Regions from separate parts of the Vulpes vulpes genome. Here region 1 is linked to region 2. The links are chromatin contacts, called in public Hi-C maps. All regions are on one chromosome and are shown on one strand. Each heading gives the region's core, a stretch centred on a gene start, on an enhancer-like site or on the middle of the called end of the contact. The rest is flanking DNA. Distances are from core to core; before and after follow the strand shown. Region 1 holds the start of HOMEZ (homeobox and leucine zipper encoding). Region 2 holds the start of NGDN (neuroguidin).

Evidence for each region. Hi-C and Micro-C count contacts between places; a contact is called where the count stands out from the background.
Region 1: a Hi-C map of skeletal muscle shows a contact between it and region 2, with 4 times the contacts expected there. The contact joins the promoter of HOMEZ here to the promoter of NGDN in region 2. A contact is called at or near these places in 2 of 3 Hi-C or Micro-C datasets (both in skeletal muscle).

The regions. Positions count from the first base shown.
Region 1 is chr6:64,757,381-64,763,102 of VulVul3, reverse strand. HOMEZ (homeobox and leucine zipper encoding) reads left to right here and starts at 3,270. Exons shown (of 2, transcript XM_026007533.2): 1 at 3,270-3,487. The coding sequence starts at 3,448.
Region 2 is chr6:64,911,180-64,917,018 of VulVul3, reverse strand. NGDN (neuroguidin) reads right to left here and starts at 3,641. Exons shown (of 11, transcript XM_026007545.2): 1 at 3,532-3,641; 2 at 3,134-3,193; 3 at 2,236-2,307. The coding sequence starts at 3,552.

The DNA of each region.
Region 1 (5,722 bases), core at 2,021-4,520, 150 kb after region 2:
TCCCTTACAATTGTAGAGGGTAGAAGTCTGAGGTCAAGGTATCCACAGGGTTGACTTCATTCTGAGGTTCCTCTCCTTGGCTTATAGATACCCATCTCCCTATGTGTTCCCATGGTAGTTCCTATGTTCGTGTCTGTGTCCAAATTTCCTATTCTAAAGATACCAGTCATATTGGATTAGGACTCACCCAGAAGACTTCAGTTTAACTTAATTACCTCTTTATAGACCTTGTTTCCAAATACAGTTATATTCTAAGGTATCGAGAGTTAGTACTTCACAGTAAGAATATGGAGTGTGTTGGGGGGGGGGGTCGGACAACACAGTTCAGCCCCTAACAGTATGCTTACTATTAAACTATTTACAGAAGTAACTGCAAACCACAGTGATATACCTACTCAACCCAAAGCAAACCCAACCCAAACCCAACTTAATTTCCTTAGCCAATCCCAAAATGCCTATGGCCCCTCCACTGGCCACTTGACAAAAGAAGTATAATGAGGGGAAGTCAGAAAGGAAAGAGACATCAATCTTAGTCAATTGCAGTTGAAATATTTTTTTCAAATTTTACAAAAAACTATGACCATGTTAACATGTTCTTGGGGCTCCTTCAGTGCTTTGGAAGAGGTCTGTGCAAGAGATGGCCCTGAAACTTCAGCTTCCTTAGCTATAGGGTAAATGTGCCTCTTGGTTAATCCTGCTAATACCTAAGTCATGCAAAGGAAGAGAGAATTTCCACCAATATGGGGGATTAACATCTCTATATTGAGGATGGCATGATGAATCCCCATTCTTCAGCACTAGTCCCTGGAAGAGCTGGGAAGGTTCGTTGTCTTGCTAAAGGTGGGGCCCTCCCATCTCAGATAGCCTGGATCTCTTCCTCTCTTCCAATCCCCATACAGTCCACTCCATCTTCTAAAGTTTTAGAGTGAAATCCACATAAGAGGGAGTCTTCACCACACACTCTAGGGGCAGGTGGATTTCTTCTATCCTTGGATTTTCCCTCTCCTAAACCTGTCCAGTTCTGCTCCCTATTCTGGAGTCTCAGGAGTGAGTGTCTTTTTTTTTTTTTAATTTATTTAAAGATTTTATTTATTTATTCCTGAGAGACACACAGAGAGAGGCAGAGACAAAGGCAGAGAGAGAAGCAGGCTCCATGCAGGGAGCCTGATGTGGACCCGATCCCAGGACTCCAGGATTACACCCTGAGCCAAAGGCAGGGGCTCAACTGCTGAGCCACCTAGGTGTCCCAGGAGGGAGTTTCTTAATGAGCAGAGTTGTCCACCTTTCAGATTTCCAAGCCTATGATCAGTGTTGCCAGAGAGCCAAACTGAATCCTCTAGGGAGGGGCAGGCACTAAGTTCCCACAGACATTGCCTGCCTGGCTTTCCAGCTTGATAAGCACGAGTTCTTCCTGGTCAACCGGGAAGTTATTTGTTATTTGTCTTGTTATTTGTTTGGATTATGAGAGAACAACATCTCCATTGAAAACTGAGGCTGCTGCTGCCTAAAATGTTTCACTTTTCCCTTCATCATATAACAAACCACTGGGGCATGGGAATAGTCATGATTTAGGACAAAGTCTGCATACCAGCAGTCCAGGCTTAAACCCTGAGGAATCAGAAGTTTCTAACTTTAAAGCTGAGTATATATGTTGTGCCCAAGATTGCGAATCTGAGAAACCACCAAGGAGCCGACACCGATGCAAGCGCACGAGGGTTTATTTGCAAGCTCGAGCTTGGGTCCAAGTATACCCGACACAGTGGAGCAGGGACTTGGACCCTGAGGTGGGTTCCAGCTGGGTTTTTATGGGCTGGTCTAGGGGACCTCCAGAAGGGGTGGAGGAATTTCTTCATTCCAATATGGGGGAAAGGGTGGGGGAGTTTCTTAAGCTCTGTTTTCATTCCGATATGGGACTTTCTGTCAAGGGCGTTCTGCGGTTTTTCCTGTAACTGAAGTAGGGTAAGGTTCAGCTCTTGTTCACAGGGGCCTGAGATGGCTGCCGAAGCTAAGATGGCTGTACTTGTGCTAACGCTAAACTTGAGGTGGAATGGCCTTAATTTTCTCGGCCTCCACATATTTATCTTTCCCTTGTTTATGCTTATGATGTTTTTGCTGGATACACAGTTGTGAGATTGTGGGCCTGGCTCTTAAAAGGTTGACATTTTTATTGAATGTAATGGGGCTAGGAGGTGTGCAGGGAGAAATACAGGGATAATAACATAAATAAAATAGGGCTCAGTGCTTAAGCATATTTCTGATGTCTGACAACTATGACAGCATTCTAGACCTTAAATTGGAGGAATAAAGAATCCATAATGGGGGTTGATTTTGGAGGGAGTATACGGGGAGAGGTGGTGTCTGGAATACAGAGCGACGCCTGAAATTGTTTTATAAATTACCGTAGTTATGTAAACTATTAAGTGACCGAAATAGGCAAGAAGAGACTTTTTTGACGACCAGCATGAGAACAAAAGAATCACTTCAGAAAGGACTGTTCCCAAGTTTAGTCTGAAGACTAAGAATCCAAAATATAAAAACTTTCAGCCCACAACTTAAGAGTGTGTGGCGACTTTGGCGAAAAATCCATTTTACTGCCCTTTCTTGACAGCAAAAACTAAGGTTCCTAAAGACAAGTCAGAGTTCCAGGTCCTCCTCACTGGGACAGAGAGGGGGCCTAGGGGTCTCCTTCCAGCACTTAGTCTTTGGGAACACTTGTCCGGTGTTCCGAAGGGGCCGGGCTCCTCGGATCCTCGTCTTTCAGGCGGCAAGACATCTGATCCATCCGGAGAACGAGGTCCCGTTCGCTCTAGGCGCTTCGTTTTACAGTGACGCTGCTGACGGCTGGGCAGGCGCGGATCGGCCCCGCTTGTGCGTAAGGCTGGCAAGGAGATGCCGAGAAAGTCTTCCTTCGGGAGGAAGGAATGGGCAGTAGTTGCAAGCGAGTCTTGGACAATTCCACAAACTGCGGCGGACCCCTTGGGGGACCCCTCCGGGAGGACCAGCGCTCAGCCCGCTCCGAAGGTCCGGCGCGTAAGGGTCGGGGGCGACGGCGGGGGTACCGTTCGCAGCCCTGGCCCCGGGGGACATCTTCCCTGCCCCCAGCAGCCAATCGCCACCCCAGCTGGGGCCCACGCAGCCAATAACCGACTTCAGCCGAGATTCACGCAGCCAATGGCCGCCCCAGTGCACCCGGCGGTGCCCGCCCGCCGCCTGCACCAATCGGGACTCGGGCCACCTTGGCACCGCCCCGGAGCCCGCCCCACCCAGCCGCCCCGCCTCCGACTCGCTCGAGCAGGGTTGGGCTAGACGGGCGCGCTCTCGGGGACAGGGGGGGCAGTCCCGGTCCCGGCCCTCCGCGCGGGTGGGCTTGGAGCAGGCCGCACCGGGCGGGAACCCCATTCCCACCCCGGAGGCCCCCTGCCCTTTCTCCCCCTTTCCCCCCGGCCCATGGTGCGAGGCTGGGAGCCGCCGCCCGGGCCGGACCGCGGTGAGTGATCCCCAGCCCCTTCGACTTCCCCTCCCAGCCCCTGTGTGATCTCCGACCTCCGGAGCCCCGTCCCCAGGCTCATGGGGGGAGGAGAATTCTAGGCTCGAAGTCGCCCGGTTCTCTCTCCTTTCTCCTCTGGACTTTTCGGTTCCCTGTTGTAACTGGGGGAGGGTGAGTGGGTGTGTAGGGAGGAGAAGGCTGGGTCGGGACGCCCTCCGCGAGGGGAGGATTGAAATTCGTCTGCTCCCTGGGGCTCATCGCCCCAAGTGCAGCAACTTTTTGTTCTCTGACCCAGTTTGGAGCCTTGTAGACTGCCTGCGAAATGGAGGATAGGAGAAATGTTTCCTTCCCAGGCCTCTCCTCCCCCCACGACTATCTTCTGGCGACCTCAACACACGTACAGAAATCTGGCCTTACTTCTGGGGAGCAGTGGTCTTTGGGAATGAAAGGTTTGGGAGAAACTGCCCTTTCCGACCCCCTACCCAGCCATACTCCAAACAAACCGGGAAAGTGAGAACTCGAATCCTCAGAGGTTCCTGCTTTTGCGTCCTAATCTGAGACTTCTAAACTGAAAGAAGACTCAAGCCGAGACGTGTTTGGTAATGTGGGCCCAGATCAGATCTTTTACATATGAACCTCCTCACCATACATTTGAAGCTCTTTTATATTATAGGATTAGAACAGGTAAATGGCAATGATCGAAAAAAACAAAAAAAGCCAGTTAGACTTGGGAATTTTTTTTAATGATTCATACATATCTTTAATCGTTGTCATTAAAAGTATGTTCATTTCACCAATCTTTTGGGGTAGTGTCCAGGCGTTTTCTTTGTGTAAGTCTGATGATTGGAGTTCCCAATTGCCTTCTAGTATAAACTACACAAGCAAATCTCAAATCTGTTGGCACCCTGAGAACCTTTTAAAGTACTGATGCCTGGGCCCCAGTCCAGACTAAGTCAAAATGAGGAGGGTTCCCTGGTTTACGTTTCCCAGGTAATTCTGATGTGTCACCACCTCTCATCTATGATTTCTAGGTTTGGGGTTCTTTTTAATGCAGTGAAAATTTGAACACTTTTGAAGCAATCTGAATGCAGAAAACTTTTGAGATTTTTAAGTCCCCTGCCCTTCCAGTCTTTTATAGTTGCCTACTACTCCCAACTCAACAATTGTACACTCCTTTGTATTGTCTTTCCAAAACATTTGCCTTTGTTTTCATAGAAACAACTTTTAGTGCACTAATTTTTCATAGGTTTTTGTGCTATTTAATGACATTATTATATGAATAAAAAAATATGGGCATAAACATATTTTGGGAATCACACACAACTGGTCCAAGCACACAGGGCAGCTGAAGAAAGATGGTTTTGGCACACTAGAGAATAGGCCACCAGCCTCTAGTATGCAGTTCACTGTAAGGTGTTGGTCATATAATCCAGTGGGTCAGTTAAGCCAGGCTCCTGGCCCAGTTGAACACCTCTCCCTTCCACTCTCTCCAATTAATATCACCAATACCCAGTACCTTCTAGATTCTCGAGTCTTCCATCCACTCTTTCGATTCATTCACATCAAGCTGTATTTCCTCTTTAAGCAGTTACCATAGAAAACTGCTTTTCTAAAACATACCATAAAAAAACGGCTTTTTTTTTTTTTTTTTTTTTATTAAGTTGGGAGGACATAATTCAGAGGTTCTTAACTGGGGCTTCTGAGATTATATATATAATGTGTGAGTTTGGATGTTTATGGGGGGGGGTAGTCATAACTTTCTGAGGGAGAGTCCATACCTTTATCTGATTCTCAAAGAGGTTCATGATCCAAAAAGTTGAGAAGCACATAAGTTGAATACCACTAAAAATTCTCTAAGGTCCTTAAAACTATCACCAAAACACATTTCAGAGAGTATTTCAATTCTTTGAATAAAGATAGAGGGTAACTTTGCAGGATCATTAGTTTTTCATTTGAACTGTCTTCTGCTTTAACCATAAGTTTAGGCTCAAGCCTAAAGTTGTGAACACCTCTTTTCCTAGACTTGTATGGACACCTAGACTGGAAGTTTAAGGTAGCCCATTCTTTTCTGCTGCCTGTCCATGGGTATGGAAAGCCCAAAGGGAAAGAAGGGTGTTGTTATTCTCTCTCTATATATATATGTTTTTCTCATATTTTTTATTAGCTGCTTGATGTAGCAGTAGGGCATATCCAGCATATTTAATAAGGGTACAAATTTAGTAATTATTCCGAATT
Region 2 (5,839 bases), core at 2,392-4,891:
TATGTCACATGCTCTTCTTGAGCCAACCAGGCACACCCCTATAAGTGATCTAATATACATGTTGGCAGCCCAGAACCAGTCAAGAATTTGAGAAGCAGGTTCTTCTGACAAGCTTAGACACTATCAAAGTTCAAAGTGAATTATAAGCATATGAGAAAAAAACAAAAACACAAAGATAAAAAAATTAGAAAAAATAAACATAGGGAAGAACAAAACTGCATGAGAAGAAAAGGCAAAAAAGAGAATATATTAAAAATTCTATTAGCTATAGGAGTGCCTGGCGGGCTCAGTCAGTGGAGCATGCAACTCTTGATCTCAGGGTTGTGAGTTCAAGCCTCACGTTGGATATAGAGATTACTTAAGAATAAAATCTTTAAAAGAAAAAAAATTTTTTTTACAGATTTATTTATTATTCATGAGAGACACAAAGAGAGGCAGAGGGAGAAGCAGGCTCCCTACAGGGAGCACGATGCAGGACTTGATCCCAGTACACTAAGATCACGACCTGAGCCAAAGGCAAACGCTCAATCACTGAGCCACCCAGGTGCCCTGAAAAAAAATTCTATTAGCTATCCTTCTAAAGCACAAATCTATCATAAATTCCATATTTAAAAATCCTTCAGGGGCACCTGGATGGCTCAGCTGGTGAAGTGTCTGACTCTTGATTTCAGGTCAAGTCGATCTCACGGTCATGAGTCTAAGCCCAGCTTTCCCTAAGCCTACTTAAGGGAAAAAACAAAAAACAAAACAAAACAAACTTGACCTTCAATGATTCTTACTCAGCTACTAAAATGATTTTCATACTTTTGTTGACCTTTGGAGTATTTCGCTTAAATAATAACTTAGGACAAAGCTTAATATATAAAACAGGTAACACCAGTTTTCTAGTTCAAGGACCTTTTTTCATTTGGTTTCAGGAGGACCCAGGGCCCTCCTTCTACACTGCTCCATATCCAATGATCCCTAAGAAGGTTCTACAAGACCTTAATTTGGAAACCACCATATCTTGGGATGCCTGGGTGGGTCAGTCGTTGACCATCTGCCTTTGGCTCAGGACATGATTCCAGGTCAAGGGATCAAGTCCCACATCCGGCTCCCTGTGGGGAGCCTCATTCTCCCTTTGCCTATGTCTCTGCCTCCCTCTCTGTGTCTGTCGTGAATAAATAAAATCTTAAAAAAAAAAAAAAAAAAGAAAAAGAAAAAAAAATCACCATATTTCAATTTTTTTTAGGTCTCTTTATTTTTTTAAAGATTTTATTTATTTATTCATAGACACAGAGAGAGAGGCAGAGACACAGGCAGAGGGAAAAGCAGGCTCCATGCAGGGAGCCCGATGTGGGACTTGATCCCAGGTCTCCAGGATCACACCCCAGGCTGCAGGCGGCGCCAAACCGCTGCGCCACCAGGGCTGCCCCCATATTTCAATTTTATTTTTTATTTTTTTTAATTTTTATTTATTTATGATAGTCACAGAGAGAGAGAGAAAGAGAGAGGCAGAGACATAGGCAGAGGGAGAAGCAGGCTCCATGCACCGGGAGCCCGACGTGGGATTCGATCTCAGGTCTCCAGTATAGCACCGTGGGCCAAAGGCAGGTGGTAAACTGCTGTGCCACCCAGGGATCCCCATATTTCAATTTTAATACACACATCGTTTTCATTCATCTCTAAAGTCAAGATGTATCTTTTAATCAATGGTACCTTAATGTTATGCCATGGATTAACAGGCATTTTTTTTAGTACACAAAATAAGTGGTATGTCCCCAATTAACCCAATCTTAGAAGAAATACTATAGTTGGCCTATGAAGCTCTTCACAGTGATTACTTTTCTAGTCTTATTTCCTATCCCGTCCCCAACACATTGTACATCCAATCACACTAAATGACCTCCTTTCCTGGTATATCACCATGCTTTCAGGTCTCTGTGCCTTCATACATGCTGTTTCTTTCTGTCCCCCTAGACTCTGAGAAGCCTTTCCTGACTTCCTCTGTTCCTCTGGCAATTATTTAATCCCTCTCCTTGGCTTGCACAGCACTCAGGAGAACTCTATGAAGTGACTGCTATTGCTTATACCTATTGCTTTGATTGGTCTTTTCCACTAGACTTCAGTACAGAAAATGGGTCTTATTCATCTTTGAAGCTCCAGCACTTAGAACCCACAAGACACTCAATAAACCTATGATGAAGGAACTGTTGAGACAAGTCAAGGGATGCCGACTCTTCACGTATGTCTTACCTTCTCTGTAGGATAGGCTCTAGCTTGAACTTTTTTTATCAGAGCTTGTATTTGTGCAGTTACAGCCATCACCTGAAATTATCCAAATAAAACAACTGATGAGAATATGCTCAGTCATCTTTTTGACTTAAGAAGGGCAAAAGCTAAACAATGACACCTAAAAATTACCAGAGACATTGCCTAAAATGCAGGACTACCTTCTTTTCAGTTCTGTGAAAGGATAGGATAGATGATTTTTGATACTGTAGCAAAAAAGTATAAAAAAGTTCCACCTCTTCTTAAGGATACAGAAACTATCTTACCAGACTATGGGGAGGGGATGGGAACTGGGACAGTGATGGTGGTGGGGTGAACTACCTTATGTACCTTTATCTGTACTGTTTGAGTTTTTTTTTTTTTTTTTTTTTAGATTTTATTTATTTATTCATGAGAGACACAGAGAGAGAGGGAGAGACATTGGTAGAGGGCGAAGCAAGCTCCCCGCAGGGAGCCGGATGCAGGACCCAATCCCGGAACTCCGGGATAACACCCCCAGCCAAAGGCAAATGCTCAACCACTGAACCACCCAGACGTCCCTGTACAGGTTGAGGTTTCAACCAGTACACTTGGGTACCCAAGGGGCAAATCATACCACTTTTCCCAGCATAGGTTTCCTTAGCTATAAGAATAGAGGAAATTCATCCAGATGACTTCTTTTTGGAGTTTTCTGTATTGCTTTGGATGCAGGAATCAATTACTTTGAATTCTAGCCTGAGAAGGTTTTCATTAAGTCACCTGGCTCTCATGGTATTTGGTACCATTCAATACATGCCCTCATACGACCAAAGTTTAGAGGTGAAGCACACAAAATCAAAGCCAATCCGTCATTAAACCGTCCCAAAGGGGTGACATGACTCACCTGCTCCTGAAGGTTTTTCAAAAGTGTGACGGCACTTGGCAGGTCTGCCTCCAGCATCTCCTGTGAGAGAAAGATGGAGAATTAAGAAAGGCCCTTTTGTCAGAATTATGAGAGGAATGGGCTGTGGGGTGGAAAACCCTCCTGTTTCCCTCAGACACCTCACACTTCCGACATTCCCACTCCACTCCACATGCAGCCTCGCTTCACAGCCGGCCAGTCGTCCGGGTTTCTAGGAAGAGCGGTAGCTTCAGCTCCGTCCCCCTACTGCTGCTCTCACCCTGCTGTGCCAAGGTGGTTACTTCCTTTCATCAGCCCCCTTCCCTTGCGCCAACAATTTGCCCAGAGCCGCTGAAGGTATAGGAAGAGGCCACAATAGCAACGCAAAGAAGCAAACTCACAGAACTCTCGGGGGCCGCCATCTCCACAAAGCCCGCCTCTTCCGGGGCGGTACTTTCTGAGAGCTAACTTGGCGTTATAGACTTGATAGACAATCGCCGCTTGCAAATCTGAGCCAATAGGAATAGTGATCCCTCACTTCCGTTCCGAACAGGAAGTGCAGGAGGAAGAGCCACATCCAGCCAATAGAATGGAAGAACTCACTAAATTCGTCAGCTCGACGGGGAAATCTAATGACGTAAAAATGCTCGTGGAAATGGGGCGCGTGATTCGTAGATTGTGCGGAATGTTTGGAGTTAAGCCAATAGAAACGAGGCAAGTGACTGACCGACAGTTAGAGAGGGCCAATAGCAAGAAGAAGTTTGCTGAGCAAACGGAGAAAGTATTGGCTTCCAGACGCCGCAGGACCTAGTCGTTTTCACTACGCTGTCCTCGCGTGGCCAAAAGTGACCGCTAGGCGGCAGTCCTCGGCGGCTCAGAGGTAGCTGGGTGGCAGGTCCGCCAGTGCTGGCTGCTGCTCCAATGCACGCCTCGCGCTTGATCTCAGACTGCGCGAGATTCCTCAGACCGCGAGGCCCCCGGGTCGGCTTGTGACCGTTGTCTCGTGTGACCCTGGAGAAGTCCCTCTGTCTCTGAGCTTTTTTTTTCTTCTATAAATAAGAGAGTTTGGCCAGAGAAGCCCAGACCAGGGTTTAGAAACCGACAGCTAGGACACTCGCCCTCTCACCTCCTCGCCGTGTGCAGAGGGGGCGCTGTGGAAGCCCCCCCCCCCCCCCCCCGCCCCGTGCCACTCCAACACGCCTCACCCCTACCCGTTTAGGGCACTGGGGACGTGAAAGCTCGGCTTACAAATGAGGAAGCCAGTTAGGATTTACGTGACTTGCCCCCCTGTCACACACAGGTTCGCAGCAGTATTTGGTCCAAATCCAGCTTGTGTTTCATTATGCCCTGCCTCATCTTTTCTCAGTATTTCAAAATATGACAACTCATTCCTGCTTCTCACAGGCTGACAAAGTGAAATGGGTCGGCATTCACAGCTTCCATCATCTGCCATAAGAAATAAGCACTGCAAAGGTTAATAATGGTCTTGACAGTTGGTCTTTCCAGGGCGAGGTGACATCGAACTACAAATCAGATCTCCTGACTTGGAGCCGTATCTCAGGCAGCGTGGGAAGACACTGGTTTCTAAATCTTTGGCTGGACTCTAAGGGTTGTATCCAGTCCCCGTGCCTCTTAACATTGGTTTGCTGCCTCAGGCCCACCATGGAAGCTCAAGGGTGACTCAACAGCCTATTCATTCTTTTTTTTTTTTTTTTTTTAGCTTTATTTATTCATGAGAGACACACAGAGAGAGAGAGAGAGAGAGAGAAAGAGAGAGAGAGAGAGGCAGAGACATAGGCGTAGCGAGAAGCTGGCTCCTCACAAGGAGTCCAATGTAGGATTCGATCCCGGATCCCAGGATCACGATCTGAGCCAAAGGCAGGCACCCAACCCGAGCCACCCAGGCGTTCCCAGCCTATTCATTCTATCAACCAATAATCTTTGTACTGTTTGTCAGGATTTGTATTATGAAAGTTGACATTTCAACATAAATTCTTATACTTGTTAGGTCACAAATAAGCTTTTCCTTTCCTTGAACTTGAAACTAATCTGTTCATATGCATTGTGATGTCAGTGAGGAAACAAATATGCTGTTTTGTTTTGATTATTAATTACTTGCCAATCATTCTTTCGTAAGAAAAATCTTGGAGTTAACAGTGAAGTACGTCTTTTTTTTTTTTTTCTTCATGACAGAATGAGAAGCAGAGACACAGGCAGAGGCAGAAGCGGGCTCCCTGTAGGACTCAATCCCAGGTTCCCAGGTCTCCAGGATCACACTCTGAGCAGAAGGCAGCCCTAAAACACTGAGCCACCCTGGCTGCCCTGAAGTAAGTCTTTGTAAAAATTTTCCAAGACTCAACCAACACGTATTGGTAAAGAACACATCATTAAATTTATTGTTTTCTATTTCTTTCAGCAATTTCATAAACTGTCAGTCATTAATATTTGCATGCACTGTAATTCCTATCCATTCCTCTAGATAAAAGGACATGTATTTTTTTTTACTCTGACTTCTTTCAGAATTTTTCTCTTTGGTTTTTGCAGTTTGAATATGATATGTCTAGGTATAGGGGTTTTTTGTTTTTCTTTCTTTTTTGTTTGTTTTTCTATCTTTGAGGTTTTTTGTTTGTTTATTTGGTATGTATCCTGCTTGGTGTTTTCTTTCTTTTTTTTTTTTCTTTTTAAGATTTTATTTATTCTTAGAGACAC